Regions from separate parts of the Pan troglodytes genome. Here region 1 is linked to region 2. Evidence: chromatin contacts called from public Hi-C data. All regions are on one chromosome and are shown on one strand. The core of a region is the stretch at or near the end of the contact, and the rest is flanking DNA. Distances in the headings are between cores, read along the strand shown.

The links. Hi-C and Micro-C count contacts between places; a contact is called where the count stands out from the background.
Region 1: a contact with region 2 is called in a Hi-C map of induced pluripotent stem cells, with 2.5 times the contacts expected there. The contact joins two enhancer-like sites. A contact is called at or near these places in 2 of 7 Hi-C or Micro-C datasets (induced pluripotent stem cells and stem cell-derived neural progenitor cells) and 1 of 1 datasets of contacts at active chromatin or transcription factors (stem cell-derived excitatory neurons).

The regions. Positions count from the first base shown.
Region 1 is chr2:76,805,722-76,813,018 of NHGRI_mPanTro3-v2.0_pri, forward strand. It overlaps SHQ1 (SHQ1, H/ACA ribonucleoprotein assembly factor), which reads right to left. Exons shown (of 11, transcript XM_001141951.8): 8 at 6,804-6,857; 9 at 4,117-4,240. Among named protein-coding and RNA genes, the nearest start is that of SHQ1, 37 kb to the right of the region's middle. Within about 2 kb of position 3,865, at least 2 of the 24 cell types and tissues checked have an H3K27ac peak or open chromatin away from gene starts, as enhancers often do. A contact at or near this core is called in induced pluripotent stem cells, where this site is marked.
Region 2 is chr2:76,075,251-76,082,728 of NHGRI_mPanTro3-v2.0_pri, forward strand. It overlaps the pseudogene LOC129143632. Among named protein-coding and RNA genes, the nearest start is that of PROK2, 300 kb to the left of the region's middle. Within about 2 kb of position 5,866, at least 1 of the 24 cell types and tissues checked has an H3K27ac peak or open chromatin away from gene starts, as enhancers often do. A contact at or near this core is called in induced pluripotent stem cells, where this site is marked.

The DNA.
Region 1 (7,297 bases), core at 2,615-5,114, 730 kb after region 2:
GCAATATGAGCAAAATGAGATATGGTATCTAAAGAACTGAACCTAGCGCTGGCACACAGAAGGTAGCTAACACACGCAGCTGTGGTTATTATTAACAAACTAGCCAAACCAGAGCTACCTCTATTTAAATTATGGGGTGTCCGAACAAACGAGCCTCTTCAGTGGCAATAATGGCATCCCTGTGCCATCCACCTGTACATATTATTAACACATCAGGACAGAACTCTGACTCTTTTCTAATGAGGCTCACAAAGAAAATAACTGGTATCAAGTATCCCTTTATTTTAAAGAGATGCTAACCTCTCTATGCTGAACTTGTAGAGAGAGAAACTAAAAATGATTTGTAATTCATTCACCAAATATTCACCTTCAGGAGCTTAAGAGTAAAGAGGTCCAGAAAAAATGTCCACGGATAAAGGTGGTGTGGGTGCAGGAAGGAGGTGCTTTTCTGTTACCTTAAACCAAGAGAAAAGGGGTTTTAAGAGGCCCTAAGAGAGTACAACCTGCTTACCCTGGAAATTTTAACCGTAGATACCAACTGGAGAGTACAAAGACTGGTGTCTGGCTTCCATTAAGAAGCAGGACAGAGCAACATGGGGTGGCCGAGTGGAGGTAAGTGGTATGTCCTGCCAAAGTGAAAGGGGTCCTCCTCCCTGCCGCTGGTCACCCACCCTCAGGCAGGTCCCAGCTGGGGAAGGGAAGAATTTCTTTTGTAATGAAGTTCAAAGTGGACATTTTAAGCACTGAAATTAGACTCCTCTTGTGACTAGAAGTGGTAAAAGAACTTTTTTAAAATCTAAAGTGATAGAAAAAGTTATAGGATATATATTATAGGAGACAAATATATGATATGATATATATAGGATATATATTCCATCCAAGAAGAAGGAAAAAAAAAGAACCCACAGAATGAGCTCAAAGGGGGAAGTGAAAGCAAAAATTAAGTTGATGTTTCTCTTCCATCCCATCCCATCCTACCCTTCTAATGGAAGTAAAGTAAGGAATACCTTCTATACGTTAATAAGATGTAGACAATACACTCACTAAATTACATAAATAATGTATGATCAAGTATTAAACTACGACTTGTCACTTCTAAAATGAATAACTCTTCTGAGTGGGCCAGGTGCGGTGGCTCACACCTGTAATCCCAGCACTTTGGGAAGCCAAGGCAGGCAGATCACTTGAGGCCAGGAGTTCCAGACCAGCCTGGTCAACACGGCAAAACCCCGCCTCTCCTAAACATACAAATATTAGCCAGGCGTGGTGGTGCATGTCTGTAATCCCAGCTACTTGGGAGGCTGGGGCATGAGAATTTCTTGAACCCAGGAAGCGGAGGTTGCAGTGAGTCAAGATCGCGCCACTGTACTCCAGCCTTGGGCAACAGAGCAAAATTCTGTCTAAAGGAAAAAAAAAAAAGAATAACTCTTCTGAAGATACATTAGAAAATCTGCTTTTTCTCTTTTACTTTTATTTTTAATCGACTAACAGCAACTAAGTGATGCTCCCATGAAAAACTTTACCCATTCTTCCAAAAAGAATGGAACAGAGGCAATAAAAGTTGAAGAGACAGAGACGGGAAAAAAAAGGAGTCATGTGCCCCAAGATGACTGATCCAAGGAGAGCAAGGTCCTTTGTTAAGCACTAAAACAGTACTTAAGGGGCAAAGCAGGATTTCCTGCCCTTAAAGAGTTTGGATTAAACAGAACAGCAACCTCCAGAGATAAACATACAGTCTTCTGGAGGAGGGGAGGGAATGAGAAGAAATGCAAACCTGAAAAGAGCCAAAGGCCTAGTAAAGAATCCTTGTAAAGGCTACTGTGAAGTCACATGAGGCAAATTCCTGGCTCTTTGAAAACTCAGATCTTAGTCAATCAGTTATAATGAAATATTCTGTAGTTTCTGAAGCATTCCTACATTGGTTTTGAAAGCTCATTCCATTTAAGATCAATCCTTCTTTGGAGCCAGGGTTATTCATTACTTTCAACTATGGAACACTATACTGACCTTTATAATAAAAAGTGTGAACACTGTGACTGCATTTTGAATTATAAGTAGGCATGAATTCATTCTTAGAAAACACTAAATGCCAAACCAGAGCTACCTTTATTTAAATTATGGGGTGTTCAAACAAATGAGCCTCTTCAGCGGCAATAATGGCATCCCCGTGCCATCCACCTGTACAAAGACAGGTGACGATTCTCATCCAGAACATGTCATCTCCACAGCTTCTGGCACAAATTCTAGACAACCCAGCCCTCAGTTTTAGCACTAACTAGCCACAACCCAAATTAGTCACAGAACACACTGTACATGGTACATAGAGGGTTCAGGTTCATTTTTAGCAGAGGCCTCCAGTGTATTACTTCAAGTTTTATGTTACTATCATAACACAGCTGATAAAACTATTTCTTGTCAGAGTGATAATGAATAAAAATTAAGTCTCAATTTCAATTCTGACCTACTAAAACTGTTTGGGTAATTGATTCCTGTGTAAGTCAAGGCAATCGAATTTATTTTTGGTTATGCAATCATAGAACTGATTACTTTTCCAATGAAAGTCAAAAGAACTAGATTACTTCCCAGAATAAAAAGTAACAAGCAATAGTCTGTATATGTGAGTGAGAGTGAGAGTGTGTGAGTGTGTGTGCAAACAGGCATGTGGAGGTTTTGCCAATTCTCCATCTGGAAGCCATGATATAACAGGATAATCGCAAACTGCATTCTCACTGGTTTAAGTCCATGAATAATGCCCAGATAATCTAGCATGACTTAAAAAAGAAATGAATTGTGACGTGTAACTGAGGCTCACACAGTCATTTATAGTAGATTGATTTTCCAAGGTACTTTTAGCAATTCAAAAAATATCTTAGATGGAAGGCAAGAAGAAATAACACATGAAAAAACAAAGCAGTTTGTTTCCCACTGTTAAGTTAAAGAAGATAGATTTCTCAATGATAGCTCTTTCATCCTATAATCAACAATCCTTCAAAATAAAATACAGCTAGTCTAAACCAACTGGATGAATAAAAAGGCATCTTTCATCTAACCATGATTCATTTTTACAATTACTGTCTACTTTAAAATAATCTACTTCAAACATGATTTTCTTCCCCCATCCCCACCACCAGGGCAAGAAGACTACAGGTTACACAGAAAGCGAAGTACACTTCCAGGTGAGACAAAACATTTGAGATGCGATTCTCTTCTTTAGGCCAGTGAAGTCACCTGGAGGTAGAAGGAAGAACTTCCTTTCTTTCCCCTTCTTATTCTGAAGTCTGAAAACCAAGCTCCCAGAAACACTTTTATCTAAGGGCAAAGGAATGATGAGTCTCCCCAGGGGGAGAATATAAGAAATGACCATAAAGTACTAAAAGTGACTTTTAAATAAATGTGCCAGAACTAATACATACAAATGGATGTTGCCCCCTTCAAAGTCATTATCTTGGAAATTATATACTTATTCTAATGATGATACTATGGGCACTTTGGAATTTGTTTCAGAGCCCAGAATTTTCCACATCCTTAAAGCTAACGAGTGTTTGTCTTTTCAGGTTGAATTTAGCAAGTCAAAAGTGCTCAGAGTAGCTGAGCTTTTTGTTGGAAAATCTTTCTTGACATGCCGAATCTAGGTTACATGTCCCCTCCTAAACGATCCCTGGACTTCTCCCAGCAGAGTACTTTTCACTCTCTCTTTGGAATTGCTAACTTACCCATCATCTGTCTGACAAAACTGTAAACTTCAACAGAGCAGGGAACTTTTCTGCCTTCTTTATTATTAGACCCACAGTCCCACCATAGAGCCTAGAAGATTATAGGCAGCCAAGAAATACTGAATGATGCAAGCTATTATAATGTAAAACGGTTTGCAATACTGTGTGTGCCTTCTGTTTACCTTCCTTACTCCTCTCGGAAAAGAGTCTTTATTATGCCTCTATGCAATTACTTACCTACATATATCTTATACACAGGAATTTTATACTTTAAAAGTGGTTGGATTCATTTTTCATTACTTATTTATATATAGAAAAAAAGCAAAAATCATTATTATATCTTCACAGACTAAAAACTTACAACTTTTTCCCTCCCAAATTTGCAAGTACAATAATATCTTACCCAGTTGCAATATCTTTATAGTGTCCCTGTAGGCCTTCATCACCAGCTTGAAATGGCGATAGAGTGGGTAACACAACACCCTTCTTCCAAAAGACACCATGATATCATGAACGTTAGTCCAAGTCTGTGAAGTGTCATTTTAATAAGCAGTCATTTCCACAAAATGTTACACAAACAAAAGTACACAATGAAATAGGAAGCTTTTCTCATTTAAAAGCTGCAAGTTCGGATCATTGTGAAGCCAAGTAGAAGAGAAACATAAAACCATGAAATAAGATTCTTTTTGTATACTTTACAATAAAACAGAATCTTAGTTTTTGTAATTTCTCACACTATCAATACATCACAAATGTCACAAGAAAGCTTTTAAATAAAGTCCTAAAGATTACAAATAAGAATCTAAAACACATGGCATTAACAAAATACAGATGCACATAAAGGACATTTTAATATAATTTACATTTCATGTTTTTGTCAGCTAAGGCTATTCAAGATGGCACAGATCAAAAATGTAGAACTCACCGGGAGTGGTGGCTCATGCCTGTAAAGCACTTTGGGACTCCAGGCGGGTGGATCACCTGAGGTCAGGAGTTCGAGACCTCCCTGGCCAACGTGGCAAAACCCCGTCTCTATTAAAAATACAAAAATTAGCCAGGTGTGGCGACAGGCACCTGTAATCCCAGCTACTCAAGAGGGTGAAGCAGAGAATAGCTCGATCCTGGGAGGCAGAGGCTGCAGTGAGTCAAGATTGCGCTACTGCACTCCAGCCTGGACAATAGAGTGAGACTCCATCTCAAAAAAAAAAAAAAAAAAAAAAGGCCGGGCGCGGTGGCTCATGCCTGTGATCTCAGCAATTTGGGAGGCCGACGGGCGGACCACAAGGCCGGAGAACGAGACCATCCTGGCTAACATGATGAAACCCCGTCTCTACTAAAAATACAAAATTAGCCGGGCGTGGTGGCAGGTGCCTGTAGTCCCAGCTACTCGGGAAGCTAAGGCAGGAGAATGGCGTGAACCCAGGAGGCGGAGCTTGCAGTGAGCCAAGATCGCGCCACTGCACTCCAGCCTAGGTGACAGAGCAAGACACCGTCTCAAAAAAAAAAAAAAAATACACAGAACTCTTTAGTAAAGTATGTTCAGTTTCCTCTCCTCTTTTTCTTTTTTTTTTTTTTTTTGCACTGGACATGGGTAATACAAGACATTTACTTGAGTAATTTGCTTTTGCTTATCAAACTGATTTCTAGGAAAAAAGTTGTTGTATCTTGAACGGTATCAAACTGATAACATTAGCAATTCAAAACTTATAAAAACACTAGACAAAAGAAAATTTCCACAAAATTGTTTTTTGATAAACAAAGTATAAAAAATGTAAACCATATGTAAAATTTAAAATTAAAACCAAGGGAGAAAGATAATTTACATGTACATTAATCCTTAAAACTATGAGAAATCTGATTAAGAACACTTAGTATTTGACATAATTTAAAGAGAATTAGGAACTTAAAAATCATAAATAGGTGAATTTTCACGTAGATTTTTAATAACTATACTACAAAATTATCCAGTCACCAACTACTTTCAACATATTAATAAATGCTAACACAGAAACCGATTCCTCTATTATATGCTGATCATGGCAACATGAGGAACTCCAATGAAGCCTAGAGAGCAGCACTTTTCGTCTTCAATATGCATACAAACTCCCTAGAGATCTTGCTACAAATCCTGGTTCTGATTCAGTGAGTGTGAGGTGGGACTGAAATTCTGTCTTTCTAATGAGCTCCCAGCTGAAGCTGCTGGTCAGGTTGTTGGTCCTTGAATCATTTTTGGAGTAGTAAGATTCTATATGAAGTAAGTGTTTCAGTTCCTGTTTACATCTTACCTATTATTTCAACAAAGTGACGTCAATGAAACAACCTTGATTTTACAACTTAAAAAATACTGGTTGTTTTAACTGATGATATAATCTCGATACTTTTTTAAAGTTTCTGCTTTTAATTACTGTTTTGATGCACAAGTTTGTTAAAAACTCACAAATTTAAAGATATTATCTTTGGTATTTTTGGTGAGACCTGCACAACTATTTTTCAGAAAACAGAAACATTACTACTATACTAAAAGAGTTATCAAATGTAACCAGACTACATTTGAATTGTAGGACCTAAGATAAGAGATTTAAGCTATATGATCTAAGTTTCCTCACCTGTAAAACCTGCAATACTTACCTCACAGACATACTGAGAACAGGTGAAGTTTTTTTACATATACACATATATATAAAAAAGATATAAAAAACATTATTTTTCGTGTGTGTGTGTGTGTGTGTGTGTGTGTTCTTAGCATAGACCCTGACAGTCACTTATCACCTAGGTTTGCTTCCATCTCTGAGTTTCAGGCTCCAGTACATGCCAACTTACAAACACACCTCTCACTCTGCCCCCACATTCTTTCCCAACAAACCATGTCTCCACCCTCTCTCCAAAGTGTGTTTCCCTCCCCCAGCTTCCAGAATACTCTACCTGGTTCATTATCAGAATTTTATTAAAAAGATGGAAAACATACTTGTACAATAGAGCTTCTACTTTTAAAAATTCAAGGAATTGCTTGAATTACACCAAATGATGTAAAAACAACAAAAATAACTTCCTGAACAACAAACTCTAAACCATTGCAACTGGAAATCATACCTCAAACCAGCATAGTGTTGGACTCAGTTTCCTGATATTCCATGCAGATTCAACCTTTATTTGTTTTGGAGAAAAGAATACCATCACATTAGAGGTGAAGTCATTTAAATAGACCAAACAAATCCATTTATTCAACCAGTGTCTGAGGATCACTGACATATGAGAACTAAGAAGTGTTCACGACTATAGAAAAATAATTATTTTGCTGATACAGAGACTACCAGTGGGAAGTTTCTGTTTACTCTCCTTGGGATTTTCGAAAATAAAACTTTTCTACTGATAAGAGTACCAGAACACAAGAGCAAATAACCAGGGGTTTTGAAACTAAAAGTTAAAGCAAAGTAATCCCTGCTCAATTTCTGTCCTTTTTCCACTAAGTTACATGCCTCCCAAACAATCCATAAATAATCTATCAAAGGAATCAAAGATAATGTTGAAGTATTAACTGTGGCACTTAAGAAGCTGCTAGAAAATTTGATCTTTCAGAGAATGCT
Region 2 (7,478 bases), core at 4,616-7,115:
GTGTATTAGTCAGTTCAGGTTGCCATTACAAAATACCATAGCCTGGGTGGTTTAAACAGCCGGCATTTATTTTCTCACACTTCTGGAGGCTGGAAGTCTAATATTAAGGTGCTGGCTGATTCTGGTTCTGGTGAACGTCCTCTTCTTGGCTTGTAGACAGCTGCCTTCTTGTGGTGTCCTTGTATGGTAAAGAGAGAGAACTCTCTCTCTCTCTCTCTCTCTGTTTTTTCATCTTCTTATAAAGCCACCAATCCTATCACGGAGGCTCCTTTCCCTTGACTTCATCTAGCCTTAATTACCTCCCGAGAGTCTTATCTCCAAATTCGACACATTGGTGGTTAGTGCATCAACATATAAATTTGGGGGGTATGCAGTTCAGATCATAGTACGTTGATTTATGTAAACCTTCCAACAAGCTGTGAGATTAGAATCACTGAGCCCATTGGCTGTTGAGGAAACTGAACCTTAGAGAAGCTCGGGAAGCTGCCTAAGACCAAAGTTAGTAGGGGGTGGTGCCAGAGTCTAATCCTGTGGAGGCATTCTTCCTCCCGCACAGCATTACTCCCACGACCTGTTCTCTCTGTTATCCATGGCTGCCCAGGTGTCCAGACGTGCCCCTGCCTTCCCTCCTGGACACCTTGCTCAAACCACCCCTAAACCTGGATCTCCTCTCTGGGCTCCTTTGTCTAAATGTATTGAGTCCTGGAAAACAAATCCATCTTCACCGGCTTCCCTGATGAGAATCATTTTCTTCTTCTTTCCTTTCTTTCCTTCTTTTCTCCTTTTTGCAGCAAGTTTTTCATTCCTTTTTTTTTCTAACATTATTCTCAGGGCTCCCCTGTCCCTCCAAATTCTCTTTTCTCACCCCAGGCAGTACACGCCTCTCTAAGTTCCTTGCTAACTTCACTTCCAATAGCTCAAGGGAGATCCCTATGGAGCATTATTGATAATAGTGATTATTAGTGTTTCTAAATATTTTGGAAATGTCCACCACATTCTAGCAACTACAGGTTTCTGCAGACACCCAAAGTCTTTTTTGGAAAGAGCTGATGACCCAGAGTCAGTAGATTGAAACTCAAAGCAAAAGGTTTATTTGGCCAATGGTTTTCAAATCCTTTCTGTCTCTCTCTTTCTCTCCCTTTTTTTTTCCTTGTCCTTTTTCTTGTTTTTCTGTTTGTTTGTTTTAGGGATAGCAGAATCAAATGAAGCAATGATAGAAAAAGGTAAGTTGGATGGAATAATGAGTGGTGCTCTCACTCCCAGTGGTCAGTTCTGATATCAGTATGACAACAGAGTAGTATATAAAGCAGAGGTTGGCAAACTGTAGCATGCCTCACAATGACCTGGAGTGCTTGTGAAAGCACGATTGCTGCTGCACCCATTCCCTTTCAGATTGACAAGAACTGGATGGGGCCCAAGAATATGCATTTCTAATAAGTTTCCAGGTGATGTCAATACTGCTGGTCCAGGGGCCACACTTGGAGAACCACTGACCTAAAAGGCTTCCTTACCCTTGTTGGAGATTTAGAAATAGATGAGCATATATATGTATCACTGAGATGCTTTGGCTATGGTATGAGTAAACCCATCTGAATGTAGTTTAGGCAGTAAGGCATCAAAGGAAGTCTGGAGGTAGTATCCATGGATAGCTCAGCCAATGACTGACTTCAATAAGGATTAGCCTCTCCCTGTCTTTCTGTCCTGCCATCCTCATCATGTTGGCTTTGCTCTTGGGCTTGTCTCTTCATTATTCCAGAAAGGCTGAAGGCTGCCACTGTTCCACGTATCACATGTGAACCCAGAAACATCAGTCTGAAGAAGAGATGGGGTTTTCTTCCTTGCGGTTTTTTTTTTTTTTTTTTTTGAGACAGAGTCTTGCTGTGTCTCCCAGGCTAGAGTGCAATGGCATGATCTCGACTCACTGCAACCTCCACCTCCCGGGTTCAAGCAATTCTCCTGCCTCAGTCTCCCGAGTAGCTGGGATTACAGGCTTGTGCCACCATGCCCAGTTAATTTTTGTATTTTTAGTAGAGATGGGATTTCACCATTGACCAGGCCGGTCTTGAATCGTGACCTCAAGTGTTCCACCTGCCTTGGCCTCCCAAAGTGCTGGAATTACAGGCATGAGCCACCGTGCCTGGCCCATGTGTCTTTTTATTCAGGAGGAACAACTCTCCCAGAGGTGCCCAGAGGGTATTCCATTAAATCCCACTCGCTACGATAGTCATGTACCCACAGTTGCTGGCAAGGGCAATGGAATTACCATGACCTGGTGAGTCCAAGTGATATCCCCTTCCTGGGGCTGGGGAGGAGCCCTTTGCCCCTGTCTCCCTGGCCCACCAGCGGATTGTAGGGGAGGAGAGAGAACGGGCAGTGCAGGCTTACAGAGCACTGAAGCAGCAGCAGCTGCAGCTGCATGGGGAGCAACCCCACCTCACATCCCGGAAGAAGCCAGAGCCACAGCTGTGATGCAGAGACCTGGGGCCTGGCCACACTCCTGGAAAACTGGCACCAGGAGCTGCCACACCTGGGTAGGGGAGAGGCAGGCAGATCCTTTTCTCTGGCCATGCTAGCAGCGTGGGGGTGAGGCCTCCAGGTACTCGTTCACACGTTGGGCATCAGCGGGTCCACATCTTGCAAGCGGTGAGTGCCCGATGGACTAGGGCCAGGGCCTGGTTGACGGTCAGCCTGTGGGGCCTGGGGTCACTCACAGTTGTGTCTCTTTGTTCTGAACATCCATTCTGAGTCGCAGCCCAGGTACACCTTAGGAAGGGCTGGGTCCCATTACCCTGTCCCTGAACACCACTTATTAAGACAGCTGATGAGCCTGGCTCGCCTTGTGATGGAGGCCTCTGGGAGTCAGCAGAGCCGAGCACATAGCACACATCAGGCAGAGCAGGCCAGAGATGGTCAACTCTTGAACTTAGCCAGCTAAAAGAAGGTGGGAAAGGTCCTTGGGGGAGGCAATTGACTGTGTCAGCCACAATCACCTACTCCTCCTTCTCTGCAGATCCCACTAGAGGAGAAAATAGACACAAGGGGGTGAGGGGAAGAAAGTATGGGTCAGGGCTTCCTGGCACACTGCATTGAAGGATGCCTGCGGTGGACATCTGCAACTTTTCCTACCCAGTGTCTGCCCCCTCCTTTCTCCTAACAGCACCCAATTTTCCTCTGGGGAACTACTCCACCCCCATTTGGGTGGTCTTGATGGGTCAAGCAAGGTGCACTGACTTCACCTGGCCTTTCCCATCACCCAAGCTTGGCCAATCTGAGTTTCTATCCTGGGGATTTCAATCTTGAGCAAAACAACACAAGAGCAGAAAACATTTGGAGTGGGCAGGTGTCCTCCCCTCTCTGGAAACAGGAAATAAGCATCCCCCACTTACAATCCTCCTCCTCCTCCTCTCCTCTTTTAGATATAGCATGTGCAGGTGCTCTGTGGGAAACTTTACATGCATGGTCTCAACTAATCCTAGCAACAATCTTACGGGTGACTACCATTACCTCCATTTTACAGATGAAAAACCAAAGCTTCAAGAACTTTAAGGATCACAGAGCTAGTAACTGGTAGATCTTAGATTTGAATTTATACCTATCAGATTACGAAGCCCTGTTTTTCTTGTTCTCCTAGAATATGAGGAGAAAATGAGCCCTCCCCAGGCAGCACTGTGAAATGGCTGAAGGTCTTTTAGCTTCTCTGTCCATATACGTGGGAGTCTTATCGCCTACACTGCTGTCTAATCTAGGCTTGTTAGAGCTGGGCAGTGTTTCACAATCCTCCCAGATAGCTGGCAGTAAGATGTAAATGACACTCATAGGAGCCCTCACGGACAGCTACTTGGAGACAGTCTGTGTGTAATATGGATAGAAAAAGCACTGCTGATAGTATCTGAACCTCTGGATCTGGCAATACCTGAAGTCCAGACTCCTGAACTTCATTTTTGCGTAAGTCAGTTTGAATTGGGTTTTATTGCTTACAACTGAAAAAGTTTTAGCCAGTGTTTCTTAATCACTTTAAAAAATGGAGGAATGTGGAAGTGGCTTCGCTAGGGAAGCTTCCAGCGTGGGGATGGCACAAGCTGGAGGTGGGGCAGCAGTGCCCAGGGCGCCGGCGTGTCCTGGGAGTCCCCGGCGGGAGCAGCAGCCAGCAGCAAGTGCAGCTGCTGGGGAAGCAGCGCCCAGCCCTGTGGTCCAGGATTCACAACAAAGAGGAGAAAGTGAATTGCAAGCCCAAAACCCAGGACAAACAGGAGATCCCTTTCCGGCTCCGGGAGATTATGAGGAGCCGCTGGGAGATGAAAAATCCGACCGGTAACAAGAAGAGGAAGAAAGCGGCCCAGGTGGCCCCAGAAAGACACTGGAAAGGGAAGCAAAGGGAGTGGAGCCCGACATTGCCGTCCCCAAGTTCAAGCAGAGGAAGGGGGAGTCCGACTAGGCCTATATCCAGCACATGCTATTCCTCAGCAAGAACCAGGCCACCCAGCAGCCAGAGGTCCAGGCAGCTCCCAAGGAGAAGTCTGAGCTGAAAAAAGCAAAAGAAGTGTTCCAGAAGTGACGACTAGATAAAGTCTGGCAGAAAAAGGATGAAAAGACGGCAGACAGGCTGGAGCAGGAGTTGCTCCGAGACACAGTGAAGTTTGGTGAGGTTGTCCTGCAGCACCCAGAGCTGACTACCAGGCCCCGGAGGAGCGTAAGCAAGGACCAGCCTGGCAGGAGATCGCAGATGCTGAGGATGCTTCTGAGCCCCCGAGGTGTATTCCAGCCTCTGACTGCCTCCCTGGCCTACCAGCGGATTGTGGGGGAGGAGAGAGAGTGGGCCATGCAGGCCTACAGATGTTGAAGCAGCAGTGGCGGCTGCATGGGAAGTGAGCCCCTCCCCACTTCCAACAAGGAGCCAGAGCCACAGCTGTGATGGAGAGACTCGGGGCCTGGCCATGCTCCTGGGAAACTGGCACCAGGAGCTGCCACACCTGGGTGGGGGAGAGGGAGGCAGATCCTTTTCTCTGGCCATGCTAGCAGTGTGGGGTGAGGCTTCCAGGTACTCGTTCACATGTTGGGCATCAGCGGGTCCATGTCTTGCAAGGGGTGAGTGCCCGATGGACTAGGGCCAAGGCCTGGTTGACGGTCGGCCTGTGGGGTCACTCACAGTTGCATCTCTTTGTTCTGAACATCCATTCTGAGTCACAGCCCAGGTACACCTTAGGAAGGGCTGGATCCCATTACCCTGTCCCTGAACACCACCTACCGAGACCGCTCATGAGGCTGGCTCGGTATGTGACGGAGGCCCCCTGGGAGTCAGCAGAGCTGAGTGCAGTGCACATCAGGCAGAGCAGGCTAGGGGCAGGGAAGACGCACCTGGGGCAGGGCCAGTGGGCACATCTGGACCACCTGCGAGGGCTCTGCAGGGGACCGTAACTACAGGCCAGTTGCGAGTGGTCCCCTGCAGAGGCTACCCACTCAAGGTTTGGTTGTGGTTGAATGTGATGACAGCACATACACCAAGAATGTGGGAACGGGGGCCGGGCGCGGTGGCTCACGCCTGTAATCCCAGCACTTTGGAAGGCTGAGGCGAGTGCATCACCTGAGGTCAGGAATTCCAGACCAGCCTGGCCAATATGGTGAAACCCTGCCTCTACTAAAGATACAAGGAACAAACAAACAAAAAACAGTGTTGTCACCTACATGACAGGGCTCTGAGAGAGCTGGGCAGGCCCCAAAGTGGCTTGAGAAAGTAAAGGAAGGATCCTGGCCTGGGCTCAGGGTCACAGAGTGGGGCCCAGTGGGAGTTCCTGCTGAGGGCAGGGCCTTGCCAGGCTTCAGTCTTCATCCCGTGCCAAAGGAGGGAGAGTGCAGGCTGTCAGCATGTCCAGATGAGGGCAGAAGGGAGAGGCTTAAGCCCAAGTCAGATCTAGCAATGGAGTCTGCCTGCCCAGCACCGTTTGGGAAGTGAGGAGGCTTCTGCCCGGCCGCCCCACAGTCTGGGAAGTGAGGAGCGCCTCTGCCCGGTCCCCCACCGTCTGGGAAGTGAGGAGCACCTCTGCCCTGCCCCACACCATCTGGGAAGTGAGGAGCACCTCTGCCCTGCCCTGCACCTTCTGGGAAGTGAGGAGCGCTTTTGTGGGGCAGCCCCACCGTTTGGGAATTGCGGAGCACCTCTGGCCTGCAGTCCCACTGTCTGGGAAGTGAGGAGCGCCTCTGCCCGGCTTCCGCACCGCCTGGCAAGTGAGGAGCGCTTCTGCCCGGCCGCTGTGCAACCCTCCAGGTGTGAAGTGGCAGCCTTATGTGTGATCTTTCTGCCCTCCCCAAGTTTGCGTTTTCGACATTAAAGTTTACTTTTAAATTAAAAAAAAAAAAATCATCCCCAAGAATTTTTAGACAATTTTTTTCTTTATTGTCTGTTCCCCTCACCATGAAATTTTAGCACCACAGATATACTCTGTATCTGTTTATGTACAGTATGTATATCTTTGCTTATACATGAAAAGAGTAATTTTTTTTTCATTCCTTCCAAGAATGAATGTTTTGCCTGGTTGGGATGGTATTGGCCCTGCTGAGATTGCATGGCCTTGACTAATGAAGATGGCCCTCAGTGATCTTCACCTCCCGGCATTCATGCCTTCCCACATTTAATCAGGGCTAGCCTGTGTAGATGGTATACCATGGTGGAAATGATGATTTGTGACTTTCAAAGCTAAGTCATGAAGGCTTTCTAGCTCCTGTCTTGCTCTCTGCTTGGATGGTTCAGCCTGGGGGAAGCCAACTAGCATGTATGTCATCAGGACACTTAAGCAGCCTCTGCAGGGAAACTGAGGCCTCCTGCCAATAGCCAGCACTAAGCTGCCAGCCGTGTGAGTGGGCCACCTTGGAAGTGGATCCTCCAGCCCCAGTCAAGCCTTCAGATGGACGACTGTAATCTCATGGGAAGTCCAGAGTCTGGACCTCCCAGCCAGGCTGCTGCACAGGAACTGTGAAATGTAATAAATGACTCTTGTTTTAAGCCACTAAGCTTTGCCATGATTTGTTATACAACATTAAGTAACTATTAGGTTGGTGTAAGCGCTCTTCTGCGTCATATATATATGGAATGGCTGGGCACTGCCACTCATGCCTGTAATCCCAGCACTTTGGGAGGCCAGGGAAGGAGGATTGCTTGAGCCCAGGAGTTCAAGACCAGCCTGGGCAACATAGGGAGACCAAAAAAGAAAAAAAAAAAAAAATTAAAAGAAAGAAGAAAGAAAGGAAGGAAGAAAAAAGAGAAAAGAGTACATATGGAATGTACAAGTGGGGGCTGGGTAGTGTATAGGTATGGCATAACAACAAAATGTTTAGGAAATCTGAGAGATTCTATCAACATAGTGCAAGGCATGTTACAATAAACAGTAAATAGCCTGTTTAAAAAAAAAGCTAGTGAGAGAAATATTCCACCCCCACGTGAATTCAACAAGCCTTTGCCATTACTTACTCTGTGGAAGGCACTG